Linked DNA regions of Sus scrofa: region 2 is linked to region 1. The links are chromatin contacts, called in public HiChIP or PLAC-seq maps. All regions are on one chromosome and are shown on one strand. Each heading gives the region's core, a stretch centred on a gene start, on an enhancer-like site or on the middle of the called end of the contact. The rest is flanking DNA. Distances are from core to core; before and after follow the strand shown. Region 1 holds the start of JTB (jumping translocation breakpoint). Region 2 holds the start of GATAD2B (transcriptional repressor p66-beta).

Evidence for each region. HiChIP or PLAC-seq counts read pairs in DNA pulled down with a chosen protein or histone mark.
Region 2: a contact with region 1 is called in an H3K27ac HiChIP or PLAC-seq map of alveolar macrophages. The contact joins the promoter of GATAD2B here to the promoter of JTB in region 1. A contact is called at or near these places in 3 of 47 Hi-C or Micro-C datasets (blood, fetal liver and liver) and 2 of 2 datasets of contacts at active chromatin or transcription factors (alveolar macrophages and skeletal muscle).

The regions. Positions count from the first base shown.
Region 1 is chr4:95,711,098-95,718,820 of Sscrofa11.1, forward strand. JTB (jumping translocation breakpoint) reads left to right here and starts at 2,829. Exons shown (of 5, transcript NM_001128468.1): 1 at 2,829-3,048; 2 at 3,209-3,246; 3 at 3,451-3,533; 4 at 3,968-4,047; 5 at 4,740-5,044. The coding sequence starts at 2,966. The coding sequence ends at 4,896. CREB3L4 (cAMP responsive element binding protein 3 like 4) reads right to left here. Exons shown (of 10, transcript NM_001123102.1): 5 at 6,929-7,021; 6 at 6,690-6,796; 7 at 6,517-6,585; 8 at 6,344-6,428; 9 at 6,056-6,152; 10 at 5,439-5,909. The coding sequence ends at 5,716.
Region 2 is chr4:95,762,189-95,769,911 of Sscrofa11.1, forward strand. GATAD2B (transcriptional repressor p66-beta) reads left to right here and starts at 4,801. Exons shown (of 11, transcript XM_021089804.1): 1 at 4,801-5,047. DENND4B (DENN domain-containing protein 4B) reads left to right here. Exons shown (of 28, transcript XM_013997083.2): 28 at 1-4.

The DNA.
Region 1 (7,723 bases), core at 1,579-4,078:
GGTTAAGGATCTGGCATTGTCACTGCTGTGGCTCTGGTTTGATCCCAGTCCTGGGAACTTCTGCATGTCGAGGGTACAGCTGGGAAAAAAAATAAACAAGAACTTTCTATAACATACAAATGACACACGCAGACAAATAATAAAGGAACAGATAGTTTCAAGCAAAATTAAAGCTCAGCCCATTCACCAGGTTGTGGGTTTTATTTTTTCATATCCCACCCAATGAAAGTTCCTGCTCTTGAGTAACCAGGTTCATGTTTGATGGGGAGAGAGAATTTATGGGATGTAGCACCAGATACACTGTTAATCTCCAAAAGTGCTCTAGCCCTTAGGGCTATGGGGGAGGGGAATAGCTGTGGGAGAAGGAGGAGAGTGAGGAGCAGAGTTAAAAAAGTATGAGGAGGGGAGTTCCTGTCGTGGCGCAGTGGTTGACGAATCTGACTAGGAACCATGAGTTTGCGGGTACGATTCCTGGCCTTGCTTGGTGGGTTGAGGATCCGGCATTGCCATGAGCTGTGGTGTAGGTTGCAGACGCGGCTCAGATCCCTCATTGCTGTGGCTACGACTCCGACTGCACTCCTGGCCTGGGAATCCCCATGTGCTGCGGGAGCCGCCCTAGAAAAGGCAAAAAGACGAAAAAAAAAACTAGGAACCATGAGGTTTCAGGCTTGATCCCTGGCCTCGCTCAGTGGGTTAAGGATCCGGCGTTGCCGTGAGCTGTGGTGTCGGTCACAGACACTGCTTGGATCCCACGTTGCTGTGGCTCTGGAGCAGGTCAGCAGCTGTAGCTCCGATTGGGCCCCTAGCCTGGAACTTCCACATGCTGTAGGTGTGGCCCTAAAAAGAAAGAAAAAAAAAATGATGATAGTGTTTTGATTTTGAGAAGGTGGGATATGGATACAGATTATTAATAGTGCCTATATTTATATAAAGTTTATTTTAAATTTCTCCATCTACTGAGAACATTCATATGGTCCATTTGTCTGAGAGGCTACAGACATACATATATGAAAAACTAGGTGAAAAATTCTGGCACAATTAGGATAGTGACTAATACATTATCAGATAGTAAAGCATGAACCCAGAATGTGGGTCACATCACTACAGTTCTGGATGTATGTCAAGGTTTAACTCCATGGGGATGGAAATCAGGCACAAATCTATGGCCTGGAGAGTTCCCTTGTGGTACAGAGGGTTTAAGGATTCAGCGTTGTTATTGCAGCAGCTTGGATCACTGCTGTGGCACGAGTTCCATCCCTGGCTGGGAACTTCCACATGCCACAAGCGAGGCAAAAAACAAAAACAAAAACGGGGGTGGGGGCATGCGCTGGGGTCATGGGATGGAAATCCTATAAAATTGGATTGTGACAATCATTATACAACTATAAATGTAATAAATTCATTGAGTAATTAAAAAACGAAAAATAAAAACCTGTGGCCTGAAAGTCTGGGCTTAAGCCTCAGCTCTTCTATTAGCTGTGTGATCTTGGACAGGTGACACACTCTGATCTTATTCATAAAACAAGGATAATGCCAACTTCAGTGAGCTAAATGTTGACTCTAAAAGGTAAATGTGAGGCAGTATAATTAGAAGAGAATAAAGTATTTTTATAAACATTTCATTTGCATCTTGCCAAAAAAAAATACCGAAACCTAGAAAATGCACATTAGTATTTCCATTTGACACAGAACACTGCCATTCAGATACAGTCCTAAAGTCATTTAGCTTAAGCACCTGAACTTGGACTCAACACTTCTTGGGACTTCACATCTCAAGCTCTCCTCATTGCATTAGGTAGGAGCAAGAGACAGCTGAGAACATCTGAGGAGGTTATTCAAAGGACCAGCTCTGGGTTAATTTAGCAATTAACAGGAGAGGTGAACCCTGGGTAGAGCTGAGTGAAAGCCCAGAGACAGGGGAAGGCTTCACTTTCACCTTGGATCTCTGGTATTCTGGCCCCTGGAAGGAGGAAAAAATGCAGTTTTGCCATCTCTGGACCGCCCACCCAGGATCTCCCCTTGACTTCCGATGGAGGTGGGAAGGGAGAAGGGTATTTAAAAGTCCGATGCTTAATGGTGAATCCTGTGTGTGTGTTTTGTCTTTTTAGGGCTGCACCCGCGGCATATGGAGGTTCTCAGGCTAGGGGTCCAATCCGAGCTGTAGCCGCCAGCCTACACAGAGCCACTGCAACGCCGGATCCTTAACCCACTGAGGGAGGCCAGGGATTGAACCCGCATCCTCATGGATGCTAGTGGGGTTCGTTACCGCTGAGCCACAACGAGAATTCCTGTGAATCCCATTAAGGAGGGAGAAAGTCCTGAGAGGCAGACGTATAGTTCCGTTTACTTCTCACTGTTCTAGCCCAGAAAAGCAAACCAGCCACAGCCTAGGGAGCAACGAACCGATAACTCGAACCCGACCACCGCCATTTCCCCAGTTCCCGCAAAAGACTACCAGGCCCATAATGCAACGGGGCGTCGAGCCAATGGGTCGCGTCTCACCGCACAAAAGCAGGGGGATCCATTTCCCGGGGAGCACCGGCGAGGCGCCACCTAGCCCGGAAGACTACAAGGCCCATCAGGCAACCCGCGGGCCTCCGCTTCCGACGACTGGCCTAACTTTGGAAAAACCCAGGGTCCTGCGCGGAGCAAGATGGCTGCGCCGGGAGTGGAGGCGGAGCCGAGGGAGTGCTAGGCCCTACGCCCTTTCGGCCCTTGGAGAGGATCTGACGGGTCCGAAGGAAACTCACGGTCCTAGCCAACAAATGCTTATTGCCTTTTCTTGCCGTGGTCATGGGAATGTCCTGATAGAGTCTTTGATCTGTTAGGCAAACCAGCTTTTCGTAGCCCTGAATTGGAACTTCCCCGAGGACTGCTGAGTAAGCGCCGCCTCTGCGTTCCGACCGAGGCACGAGGCCAGTCAAGCAGGTCCCTGTGTCCCGACAGGTGCGACGCTGAGCACTCCATGCCTGCGGGCGCGGGGAGGCGTGGCCTCCCCCAGGGCCACCACCTCTGCTGGTTGCTCTGCGCTTTCACTTTAAAGCTCTGGTAAGGAGGGGCTGAGGGCAGGGAAAAGGAGGGGATGGCGGTAGCGGGTCGTCCCCGCCCCCTGGGGTGAGGGAGACCGTCCCTGGACCGCGGAGGTGGGTCAGTTCCCAGTTTTCTGGCTACTGACTTTTGCCCCTTTCCCCCCCGTCACCCGCTGCAGCCAAGCAGAAGCTCCCGTGCGCGAGGAGAAACTTTCAGGTGGGTGATGTCTAGGAACCCGACACCCCTATAGTTGTTTTGTTTTGTGTTTATATCTTCCCGTATACCAAGAACACGAGTGGAAAAGGGCGGCACCACGTGAAATGAGGCCATTCAGCGGGGTTAGGAAGTCGATGGGCAGAACTTTGGGGAGAAATACTTCCTGAACGAAGTCTGGGGCTTGCATTTTCTCTCCGTCTTTAGTGAGCACCTCAAATTTGCGGTGCTGGCTGGTGGAAGAGTTTGTGGTGGCAGAAGAGTGTGCTCCATGTTCTAATTTCCAGGCTGTGAGTATCTGTTTTCTCTCCCTCTTTCCTCACATCAAATTAACTAAGTGTGCCTTTGCATTGTCTTGTCTTCTTTTTCCTTGCAGTCTAAGTCCACATCTGAACTTGTCCCCCTCCCCCCGCCCCCCAAAAATGCTCTTTTCAAGTTAATGGCAACATTCAGTTAATAACTGTGTTCGGTTCATTTATACTCCAGTGGGCTCCAGAACTTGCTGTCACCTCTCCTAGAGTCTTGCCCCAAAGTGTTCTTGCTAAAAGATACTCCTGATCATGTAACCACCACCTCATCATCGCCATCAGAAGTCTTCATTAGTTCTCTGTTGCCTGCCAGCTCTGAGCCATAGCACTTGGGCACCTGCCCATTCTGAATGGCAGCCTTCTGCTTCTCCTGCCACCACTTCCTAACATATGCTTTGGTCCTTTCCTCCTGACAGAAAACTACCCCTGAGTGCAGTTCCACAGGGTATGTGGAGAAAATCACATGCAGCTCATCTAAGAGGAATGAGTTCAAGAGGTAAGTGTTTCTTCTCTTCTTGAAACCTCCTAGATCACCTCCTTTGCTCCCTATGACTTTAGGCAGATTGTCCCCCCACTTCCTCTTTGTCTGGAGGTAGCATGGCATATTGGAAAGAGGAGGGGATCTGGAGCCAAATAACTCGAACCCAAGTCCCAGCTCTACTCCTCGGCACGATGTTATTGGCCATATTTCCTCATCAGTAAAACTGGCTCACACAGCTCTGCTTTTCTCACCAGAAAACAAATTAAATATTCAAGTGGGATTAATGTGCTATAAACACATTAGAAGGCTGACTCTGGGAGTTCCCATCGTGGCTCAGGGGAAACGAATCTTACTAGCATCCATGAGGATGTAGGTTCAATCCCCAGCCTTGCTCAGAGGGTTAAGGATCCGGCATTGCTGTGAGCTGTGGTGTAGGTCGCAGACATGGCTCAGATCTGGCATTTGCTGTGGCTGTGGTGTAGGCCAGTGGCTACTGCTCCAATTCGACCCCTAGCCTGGGAACCTCCATATGCTGAGGGTACAGCCCTAAAAAGCCAAATAAATAAATGAATAAATGAATAAATGGCTGGCTTTGGTTTCCTCTTCTTCCCTCAGCTATGTATCTTGGTTAGGATGAAGCAGGAAAGAGATTAGAGGGAGAGGCTACGTGGCCTTCCCTGGGAATAACTGTTTCTTCTTGCCCTTAGCTGCCGCTCAGCTCTGATGGAACAACACTTATTCTGGAAATTCGAAGGGGCTGTTGTAGGTGTGGCCTTGGTCTTTGCTTGCCTGGTCATCGTGCGTCAGCGACAACTGGACAGAAAGGCTCTGGAAAAGGTCCGGAAGCAAATTGAGTCCATATAACTAACTTCTCCCCTTTTATCGGGGTCTTAGAGACCCTACCTCAGAGAAAGGGGAATGGACTGACTCGTGCCCCTGGTTCTCTGGAACCCTGTGGTGGCACACCCTTCGCCCTTTCTCCTCAGCGAAATCAGTAAATGAATAGAATAAAAAGAGTAAAATCATTTCCTTTCCCAATTCTAATTTTTTTCCGGTCTTTTTAGGGCTGCACCCGAGGTATATGGAGGTTCCCAGGCTAGGGGTCAAATCAGAGCTGTAGCTGCCAGCCGACACCACAGCCACGGCAACATGGGATCCAAGCTGTGTCTGAGACCTACACCATAGCTCACGGCAATGCTGGATCTTCAACCCACGTCCTCATGGATGCTAGAAAAGTGTGTTACCGCTGATCCACGACAGGAACTCCTCCACATTGTAGTTTGATTTGGGCCGGGAAGTCATGGGGGTAGAGAGAGAGAAAGCGGGTGGCAACTCTAAGTTCCAGTTTGCCAAGTACCTGTCCTCCCCCTCTTCCACTGCTTGCTCTGAAACTGCCAGGATACAACTGCAGCAAAAAAGTTTATTTCTCAGCCAAAACAAATATTTTCTTTCACCCCATCCCCAAAGAAGAAATAAAATCACTGACACGCAACAAAAGTATTTGAGGTGCCCCCCCTCCATAGGCAGACTGAGCCACAGAGTACAGACATCTAGGACATCCTGATGTGACTCAGTCCCCTGAGGCCAAAGATCCCTGAGCAGGAATCCTAGGGGGAAGCAGAAGCATATTGGAGCCCTGGATTCCTTGTTATGATTGGGAAGTGGGCCAGGAAGTGTGACAGCTCACATCTCATCAGCGTGCAGCACAGTTCTGATGTGCCTGCTGGGGCCTGCCCTTCCCCCCATCTTCTCAAGCAGTGTCCTTGTGGAGCCATTTCTACCCTTGACCCCCCGTGGCCCTTCCAATCTGGACTCTACCACTGGGTTCTCCAGATTTCCTGTCGTGTCCTTGTGAGTCAGGATATTTCTAGAAATCACTGTGGGATGAAGGAAAAAGGGCAGTAGTTTAGTGCCCCTGTGACTGGGGGCGGGAGGGATCCTAGACAGAACAGGACCTCCTCCCTCCCTCCCACTTCTCAGCTACCCTGGAAAACAGTGTCCCCTTCCTGCCCTCGCCTCTCACCTCCTCGAGGCTGGTAGTCCTCAGGCCCAGCTTCGGGCAGGTCCTGAAAGGGGCTGAAACTGGGCAGGATGATGAGAGCCAAAGAGAAAAGAAGGATCTGGGAAGAAGCAAGAGGACACTTGGGCCGTGGTGACAATAAAGGAAGGGAGCAGAGGGCAGAGTGACTGGGGGCAGCTGGAGTCATCGGGATGGGAAGACAGGTACGGCTGGGAAGCGGGGCTCTCGGGATGGGAACGTGGCAGCAGACGGAGGGACGGGGTGGCGGAATGGCAAACAGACTACAGGTACCAGAACACAAGTGCTCGTCTGGGCAGCTTTGTTGGACGTTTGAACAATAAGCATCTGCAGCTGGCGGAGCTGAGTCACCAGGGAGCTGGGAAGCGGGGAGTGGAGGGTTAGATCTCCCAGGAAGCAGGGCCCGTGAATGGCGTCCCGACGGGCTGCGCGCTGTTCTCACTCACAGGTTGTGCCTCTCCAGCTCCTGAACTTTCTTCTGTAGTTCCTGGTTCTGTGCAGAACAGGCAGCCACCCTAGGGAGTATGGACAGGTCGCACAAGGCTCTGTAGTCATGTGAGTCCCTGACCTTGTCTGCTTGGTGAGGAAGGGGGCCCAGAGGTGGAAGCCAGAAACATACCTGCTCTCTAGTCCATCAATGTACTCTTTCTTTCGCCGCCGGCTGTCCTGCGCTGACTGCTTGTTGCGGATTTTCCTCCTGACTTTCTTGAGGACCCTCTCTTCTGCCTGGGGCCCAGGGTGTATCAGAACAGGGCCCATAACCTCCCTCAACTCCCCAACTCTCCCTCTGCTCTCCTGGCTCCTCAGGGGCCATGACAGTGCTGCTGGATTGGGATACCCTTTGGGGAAGCCTGTTACCTTGGTGAGGGGCAGGTGAGAGGGCAGGGAGACCCCTTCCTGTCCCAGCAGACGTTTCTCCTCATCTGTCAGGAACAAGGCTTGGCAGGGCAGCTGGTGGAGGGACAAGAGAAGATGAGAATGGAGAGAGGGTCATCCCCTTTGCAATTCTTAGGCCGTTCCCCTTGCAGGCCTCCTGGAGGGTGTTTCTTTTTTTTCTTTTTTCTTTTTTTTTTTTTTTTTGTCTTTTTGCTATTTCTTGGGCCACTCCCGTGGCATATGGAGGTTCCCAGGCTAGGGGTCTAATCGGAACTGTAGCTGCCAGTCTATGCCAAAGCCACAGCAACGCAGGATCCGAGCTGCGTCTGCAACCTACACCACAGCTCACGGCAACGCCGGATCCTTAACCCACTGAGCAAGGGCAGGGACCAAACCCGCAACCTCATGGTTCCTAGTTGGATTCGTTAACCACTGCGCCACGACAGGAACTCCTGGAGGGTGTTTCTTAATGGCACGGAGGAATAACAAACCATGAAATGAGGTGAGGGGCAGGGATTTAATTCAGACAGACTCTGGATCAAGCCTCAGAGGGACTTCTAAGAGTGGACAAGGGAGGGAGGAGGTATTGTCATATTCTTTGCCCACAGACATAGGGCCCTCGTCCTCTGACCAAGCTAGAGCAGACCTGTTCAGGTCCTAGTACATAGGAGTGGAGTTCCCATCATGGCTCACTGGTTAATAAACCTGACGGGGATTCATGAGGATGTGTGTTTGATCCCTGGCCTCGCTCAGTGTGTTACAGATCTGGCATTGCTG
Region 2 (7,723 bases), core at 3,551-6,050, 53 kb after region 1:
CTAACAGAGTTGCAAAACCAATTACCAAAGGGAATTAGCCAACAAAACAGAAATGCCTTGGGGAAGGAGGGCAAGAGTGTCAATGGTGGAAATAACTTACATGAGCCTCGAGTGAAAATTCCTGGGGGTGGGTATCAGTGGATGAAGAAGGCAGTAGTACTTGTGAATTCTGGGACCTTCGAGCCAGAGGATGCTTTGGCATTCCTATCTTGAGCAGTGTCCTAAAGGAGGGAAGGAGGAGCTTAGGAAATTCCATCTGTTTTTGCCAGGGACTAGGGGATGCCTTCTTCAGAGGGCGAACCCCCAGGTCACCCCAGGTTCTGATCAGACCTCACTTCCATAAAATCAAACTTCCCTGTATCACCCTCAGTGCCCTTCTGCAAGGTGGCAACTGCTTTCCTGAAATCCTAAGTTTCTGTTGAGTCCAGTGTGCCCAGCCATGCACGGAATCATCTGAAACTATAGAGAGAATTTTAGGCCTCAGTCTCTACCTTAATAGAGCAAACACTCTTACACATTTAGAGTGTCCCTTGGTACACAGTAACAATGACCCTGGTGTTGCCGTCGTGGCTCAGTGGAAAAACGAATCTGACTAGTATCCGTGAGGACGCAGGTTCGATCCCTGGCCTCGCTCAGTGGGTTAAAGATCTGGAGTTGCTGTGAGCTGTGGTGTAGGTCACAGGTACAGCTCAGATCTGGCGTTGCTGTGGCTGTGGTGTAGGCTGGCAGTTACAGCTCCAATTTGACCCCTAGTCTGGAAACCTCCATATGCCATGGGTGTGGCCCCCCAAAAAAAGATGACCCTGCTCCTCAGCTTATGCTTCTCATTTTGGGGCTTCCTCAGGAGGTCTGTAGTGAGATAGGTGGAACTGCAGAATTCTTTAACCACAAGAGTACCTGGGAATTCTAATGGCAAAATACTCACTATAGCATCTGCTATCTCTATCCCGTGGCCTAGGGAGCTGTATATAACCAAATTACCTGGCCTAATTTCTTTTCCCTGACTTTGGAATGTATAGAACAGAGTATGACAAATTTTAGTTAAATCCCGTTTCTGGTACTTACTAATTTTATTACATCAGACAAGTTACTTAACTGCCAGGCCTTGGTTTTTCCTCATTTGTAAATTAGGGAGATTGTTTAAAGATTATATAATCTGGGGACTTCCTGCTGTGCCACAGTGGGTTAAGGATCTGGTGTTGCCACAGCTGTGATATAGGTTGCAGTTGTGGCTCAGATTCGATCCCTGGCCTGGGAACTTCCATATGCCGTGGGTGTGGCTGAAAAAGAAAAAAAATATATATAATCCATATAAAGTGCTAATAAGCACACTCAATGAATGTTAGCTCCAAAAAGAAAATGAACAAACAGGAGTTCCCGTCGTGGCGCAGTGGTTAACGAATCCAACTAGGAACCATGAGGCTTCGGGTTCGGTCCCTGCGCTTGCTCAGTGGGTTAACGATCCGGCGTTGCCGTGAGCTGGGATGTAGGCTGCAGACACGGCTCGGATCTGGCATTGCTGTGGCTCTGGTGTAGGCCGGTGGCTACAGCTCCGATTCGACCCCTAGCCTGGGAACCTCCATATGCCGCGGGAGTGGCGCAAGAAATAGCAGAAAGACAAAAAAAAAAAAAAAAGAAAAAAAAAGAAAATGAACAAACAGGTAGAGCATAACATAGGGCAAAGGTCATGTCCACTACGCCAGTGGCCTCACTTGTCTTTCTTGGAGCTCGATCACTCCAGGTTGGAAGTTCCCCTTCCATGGCCTGATTTTAATTTTATTGAAAGGTATTTTCTCAGGGCTCACTGGTATCTTCCTCAGGCTGGTATTTTCCACCACTGTGTTTCTCCTGTGCCCTTACAGCCTTTGAAGAGTGGCCCTTCAGAAGGGCCATTGGACTGATAATGGGCAACGCAGTAGGTTAGGCAAAGAGGGCTGTACCTTCCATGAAGCAGGGACTTTGTCGCATTTACTGCTATGTCCCCAGCACATAGAAGAGTGTCTGTGAGTTCCCGTTGTGGCTCAGTGGACTCTGACTAGCATCCATGAGGACACAGCTTTGATCCCTGGCCTCGCTCCGTGGGTTAAGGATCCGGCATTGCCCTGAGCTGTGGCGTAGGTTGGTGACTACATCTCTGATTTGACCCTTAGCCTGGGAACCTCCATATGCCATGGATGTGGCCCTAAAAAAAAAAAAAAGAAAAAAGTGTCTGATCACGTAATAGGTCCTCTACCATGTGTGTGAAATAACTGAATTAATGAAAGCATTAAAATGAGGGTGAGTAGAGGAATAATTTTCAGTGTGGTACCAGACAGGTACTACAGGTAGAATACCAATCAAAGCTAAATTTTGAACTAAAAGAGTGAAATTGTTGGAAAATTGAGGAAAACTCAATAGTTACTATATTATTTATTGAGTACTTATTACACCCTTGGCACTGTTCTGAGCATTTAAAATGTACTATTTTATAATCCTTACAATTACCCTATGAACTAGGTACCCTTATCAATCTTTCCCATTTTAAAGATGGAGAAACTAGGAGTTCCCATCGTGACTCAGTGTTAATGAACCCGACTAGTATCCATCAAGGGTTTGATCCCTGGCCTCGCTCAGTGGGTTAAGGATCTGGTGTTGCCATGAGCTGTGGTGTAGGCTGGCAGCTGCAGCTCTGATTTGACCCCTAGCCTGGGAACTTCTATATGCCACAGTGCAGCCCTAAACAGGAAAAAAAAAAAAAAAAAAAAAGATGGGGAAACTAGAGCATAGAGAGTAGAGGTTAAGTAAGTTGCACCCAAATCACAGAACTGGTAAGAGATCCAAACTTAGGCAGTCTGACTCCAGAGACAATGCCCTTTACCTGGACACTACTGGAATGAAAGAGAAGGCTTTTTACCCACTTCAGAATTGGGGGAGTTCCTGTTATGGCCCAGTGTGTTAAGAATCTGACTACAGTGGTTCGGGTTGCTGGAGAGGCATGAATTGGATCTCCGACCCTGAGAAGGGGGTTAAAAGTATCCGGCATTGTGGCAGCTGTGGCATAGATTACAGCTGCTGCTCGGATTTAATTGCTGACCCAGGAACTTCATATGCCACAGGTGCGGCCATTGAAAAAAACGCCAAAACCAAAAAACAATTGGCATATGACTCTGTGTGTGCATGTGTTCAGCATCCACCTATATATTTTTTATAGCCGTGTGCTTTGTTAGTTTTATTTCCATTGCACAGCACGTTTTTGTTTTTGTTTTGTTTTTTGCTTTTTAGGGCTGCACTTGTGGCATGTGGAAGATCCCAAGCCAGGGGTTGAGTCGGAGCTGCAGCTGCTGGCCTACACCGCAACCACAGCAATGCCAGATCCGAGTGGCGTCTGAGACCTACACCACAGTTCACGGCAACGCCAGATCCTTAACCCACTGAGTGAGACCTGCATCCTCATGGATACAAGATGGGTTCATAACCTGCTGAGCCACAATGGGAACTCCCATAGCATGACTTATAAGTGATTCGAAAAACACATTCTAGTGCTCCTGGAACCAGTTATTTCCGTGTTCAAACCACGGCTTACTCACTAATTAGCTGTCTGATCTTTGCAAGTTCCTTAGTCTCTCTGAACCTGAACCTGCCTAAGTTTAGATTTCAGCTCTGCCACTTATCTTGTGTAACTTTGGGCAACGCATTTGATCTGTACCTCACGTTCCTCATCTGCAAAATGGGGATAACAGTTTCTACTCTAACAGAGTTTTGAGCAGTAAATAAACGAATCCACGTAAAGCTCTTAAAAGAATAAATATTCACATATAGCACAGTGTCTCACAATTTCTTTCCACAAACGTTAGCTATTATTGTTTTAACACACTGACTCAGAGACTTGGTGCCTGTCCTCAAGGTGCTCAAGAACACCACCTGTAAATCGAATATACTTTAATAAAGGAAAATTAAAAAAAGAAATGAACAATACTTGTGGTATGTGCTGGAGAAACGCTGAGAGTCTAGGTGGGCCTTACTGCTTTGGGGAAGTACGGAGGCCAGCAGGAGCTGGGCCTTTTTAGTCGATTAGGTGGCGTGGGAGACTGTTTCCCTCATTGTGAACCTGACTAGACCAGGAGATCCCTAGAAAGGGAGTTGCGAGGGCTCTGCACGGCGTAATTTCTCAGCAATTTGGCCAGCTGCCTTTTTTTTCTCCTATCGGGTTTCAGTCACGACAGGACCACGCTGAGGTACAATGAAGACCAGGAAGCTCAAGGCCTTTGGCAGACGGAGACAGGCCACGCCCCAAGTAGACTGCAAGGCCCGAGCGCTTCAAGCCACTTTTATCGTGAAATTCCTGGATTCTGTCGCGATGTAACACCACCCAACGCAGACCCCAGCGCCGTTCCCCCGTCTCCATCTTTAGAATTGGAAGAATGAGAAATGGCCAAAGGGGAATCCCGGTTTTGGGGATACTGGGGTACGGCGGCTGCCTGGGGACCAAAACGTCTCTAAGGTAAAGTTGCAGCCCTGAAGCGATTTTTTGACCCCCGACACTTAATGGGCTGCTGAAGACCCGGATGTGTCTGGGACTGGCCGAGGTACCCATTAACGCGCCCCCGCTAGACCATCCCCCTCCTCCGTTTAGGACTGGGTCTTAAGTACGCCAATCATCACCTCTCCAGCCACTCACTCTTCAAGGGTGGGGTGTAGCCCGGGCATCCCATCTCCTATTGGTACGGCCGAGAAGAGGAGGGCGGGGAGGCCGGCTCAGGTCGCCCAATGGGCGTCGTGGCGTGTGGGGAAGGCGGAGCCGAGGCGCTTGGCAGCTGCCCAATCAGCGTCCTTGTTTGTGTGGTGCCGCCGCCGCCGGTGCAGCCGCCGCCGCCGCCGCTGCCCCCGTCTGTACCGCAGTGTCTGCTCCGCCCGCCCGCCCCGGTCCGGCCCGCCCCCCTCCCCCACCCCCGCCCCAAGTCCCGTCAGCGGGGTCCGGAACCCACTGTGCCGTCGCCTCTTCCTTTTTCGACGCCGCCGCCGCCGCCTGAGGAGGCGAGCTAGCCGGGAGTTACACCGCCACCGCCAGGTGAGGAGCTTTGGCCTAGGCCAGCTTGGCCGCCCGCCCGCCCGGGGGCGGTGAGGAGCGAGGAAGGGAGGGAGGCTGGGAGGAGGCGGTGGTGGCGGAGGTGGGGGAAGGGAAAGGTGGAGGGGCGGGGGGAGGGGAAGCGCCCGCGAGCCGACGCCCGCCCGCGCGCCCCCGCCTTGCGTCCCCCTCCCCCCACCCCGGCACTGCGCGCCCCCGCCTCGCGCTCCCCTTCACCTCATCCCCTCCCCCCGCTCCGCGCGCGCGCCCCGGTCTTTCACTTCGGCCTTGCGCGCCCCCAGCTCGAGTCCCTTCATTTCTTCTCCTTTTACTCTTTCTCCCCTCCCTCGCGCCCCGTTTCCCCCGCCTTCCCCGCTTTCACTCACTGCCTCATGCCCGCCATGCTCCCCTCCTTTCCTCTCTAGCGCGCCCCCCCTTAACTCTCTCCACCCCCAGTGGTGCCCTCAGGGTGCGGGGGCCGCTCCCTACTCTCAGTCTTGTGTTTGTCGGCGGTTGGGACAAATGGGGGATCCTTAAGGGTGAAGGAAGCACGGGTTGATTATCTTTATTTAGGCAAAGGGGCCAGGAGGGCAAAACCTTACCCCTTTATTTCATCGTCCACGGTTCCCTCGCCCTCTGGTAGAAGGGGATTGTCTCAGCCTGTATGATGTGGGTACTTGTATTCTGTAGCGACTAAACCACCCCCTTTTTTAGCTGGGCTGCTGGGACCCGCTTGGTCTGTATCCCAGTCCAGTGCCTGAGGGTCGATGGAACTAGAACTTGCCCTTCCCTAAACCAAACCCAGACTTAGAGTACTTTCTGCTATCCTGCTCTCAATTACACGAAGGAGCTAGCCACTCCTGTAAGTGCAGAGGTTTGGGTGCCATTCGCCGGCCCAGGACAGCGTTCCCCCTTCATAAAGGTATGATAGTCTCTTTGGATTCTTCCCCAGCATTAACTTCCCTCCAAACACAAAATATTAGTTCATAGGGTTGGCACTGAAGTGGAGATGGAGGCATTGATGGGGGTGGCATGTGGCTGCTAACTGAACTACCTATCAACCTTTTCTTCTGCTGTCATCTGGAGAATCAGGTAGCCTTCTGAGAACCAGTTTTCTCATTTCTGATAAATGATTATTTAGAAGGCTTTTGTGTGCGTGTGAAGAGAGCCGGGAGATACTTAACATAGTGTATTTCAGCTAAGGCAAAGAGCAATGCTTTCAGGCCAGACTGCAGTAGAGAGATTTGGACTTGCAGCAGCTGGAGTATAAGAAGGTTTAATAGATCTGTGTTGGGAGAAGAGCTAATGCTTTTGAGTTTTTAAAACATTTTTCTCCCAGAAATTTTATTTTTTAATTAGACAATGCATGCATGTGATGCAAAGTGAAAAGAAATGTCTCACCTGTGCCCTGCCTTCCTCTCCCAGTACCTTTGACTTCTGACTGTTTTTTGGTAGCAGCATGGTGTCTGTATGTTGCTGTTTATATATTGGAGATTATCCTATGTGGGAATTTTGTGCTAACTTTATTGCTTTTTCTTTGATACATTGACTACAGCTCTTCCTTGAGGTTTAGTAACCACTTGGATTCATATTTTGGGTGTCAGAGCAGTCTTGGTAGAGTGTTGTCCTAGAGTAGCATTTCTCTTGGTGCTTGACTGGTGAAGAGGCTACTTCTGGAGCTGCTAAAGGTGGTCCTATGGAGGGGTTTAGTATGCTTTGGAAGGGAAAGCCCACACCTGTTGGAAATGGTACTGCTTTTTTTGTGACTGATGGACTGGGTCAAGGATAGTCTTTCCTTGGGCTTTTAAAGTGGATAGGCTGTATAAATAATGAGTTAAAGGGGGTACTGATATGGTAGTGTTCCGTTTTGAGGGGAATATAATTTTTAGTCTAGTAGCAGTGATAGTCATCATAGTACGAAATGAAGTAGCTAAGTATTAATCAGCAGGAATCAGAAGGCTGGATCTTTAGGCTGAGTGACCCAGTTTGAGAAGAGGTGAGGCTTATGGACTTTTGTCCTGCCTGTTCCTTACTTGAGAACACTTTCAATGAGGTGAGAGTGATTTGTAGCTGACAGCAGCATCCATCTTTATGACACTGTGGTTTGCCTTCCCTGAGTATGTGTGATGTCTGTTAACTTCCTGTTTAGAGGCAGTCTGAATAGGGTCTGAATAGAGGCTGCATTCAAATACTTGTCAAGGAACAGTGTTAACCAGGTTCCCTGATCAGCACTTCAGATCTAAGTTCTGGCAGTAACTTCTACTGCTGTATTTAGCATAAGGCCACAGGAAGGGGGTGGGGGGAGGTTGTGAGAATTTTGTTCTGAATCTCATAGTCTTAAAGTACATTCTAAAGCCTGTATGCTGCCCCCTTTTTTTGGACACACGTCTCTCTCTCCTTAACACTCTACCTCCCCTGCCACCGCCCCCCCCTTTTGTTCTGACTGGTCCTGGCCAGATATCCAGGTTGGGTTTTGATTAGAGAACAGCAGTGTGGAAGAAGGGTCACTGTGTCAATAATAGTATTCTAATCTTATGCTGGGACCTCTGGATTCATTCTAGCTTTAAGCATTATCTTATATGTTGTATGTAAGCCAGGCCTCTAGTTTCAGTTTACTGATTCTTGCTTCCTTATCTCCCCAGCCTACCAAGTTGGAAGTGCATGTGTAGGGGAACAGCA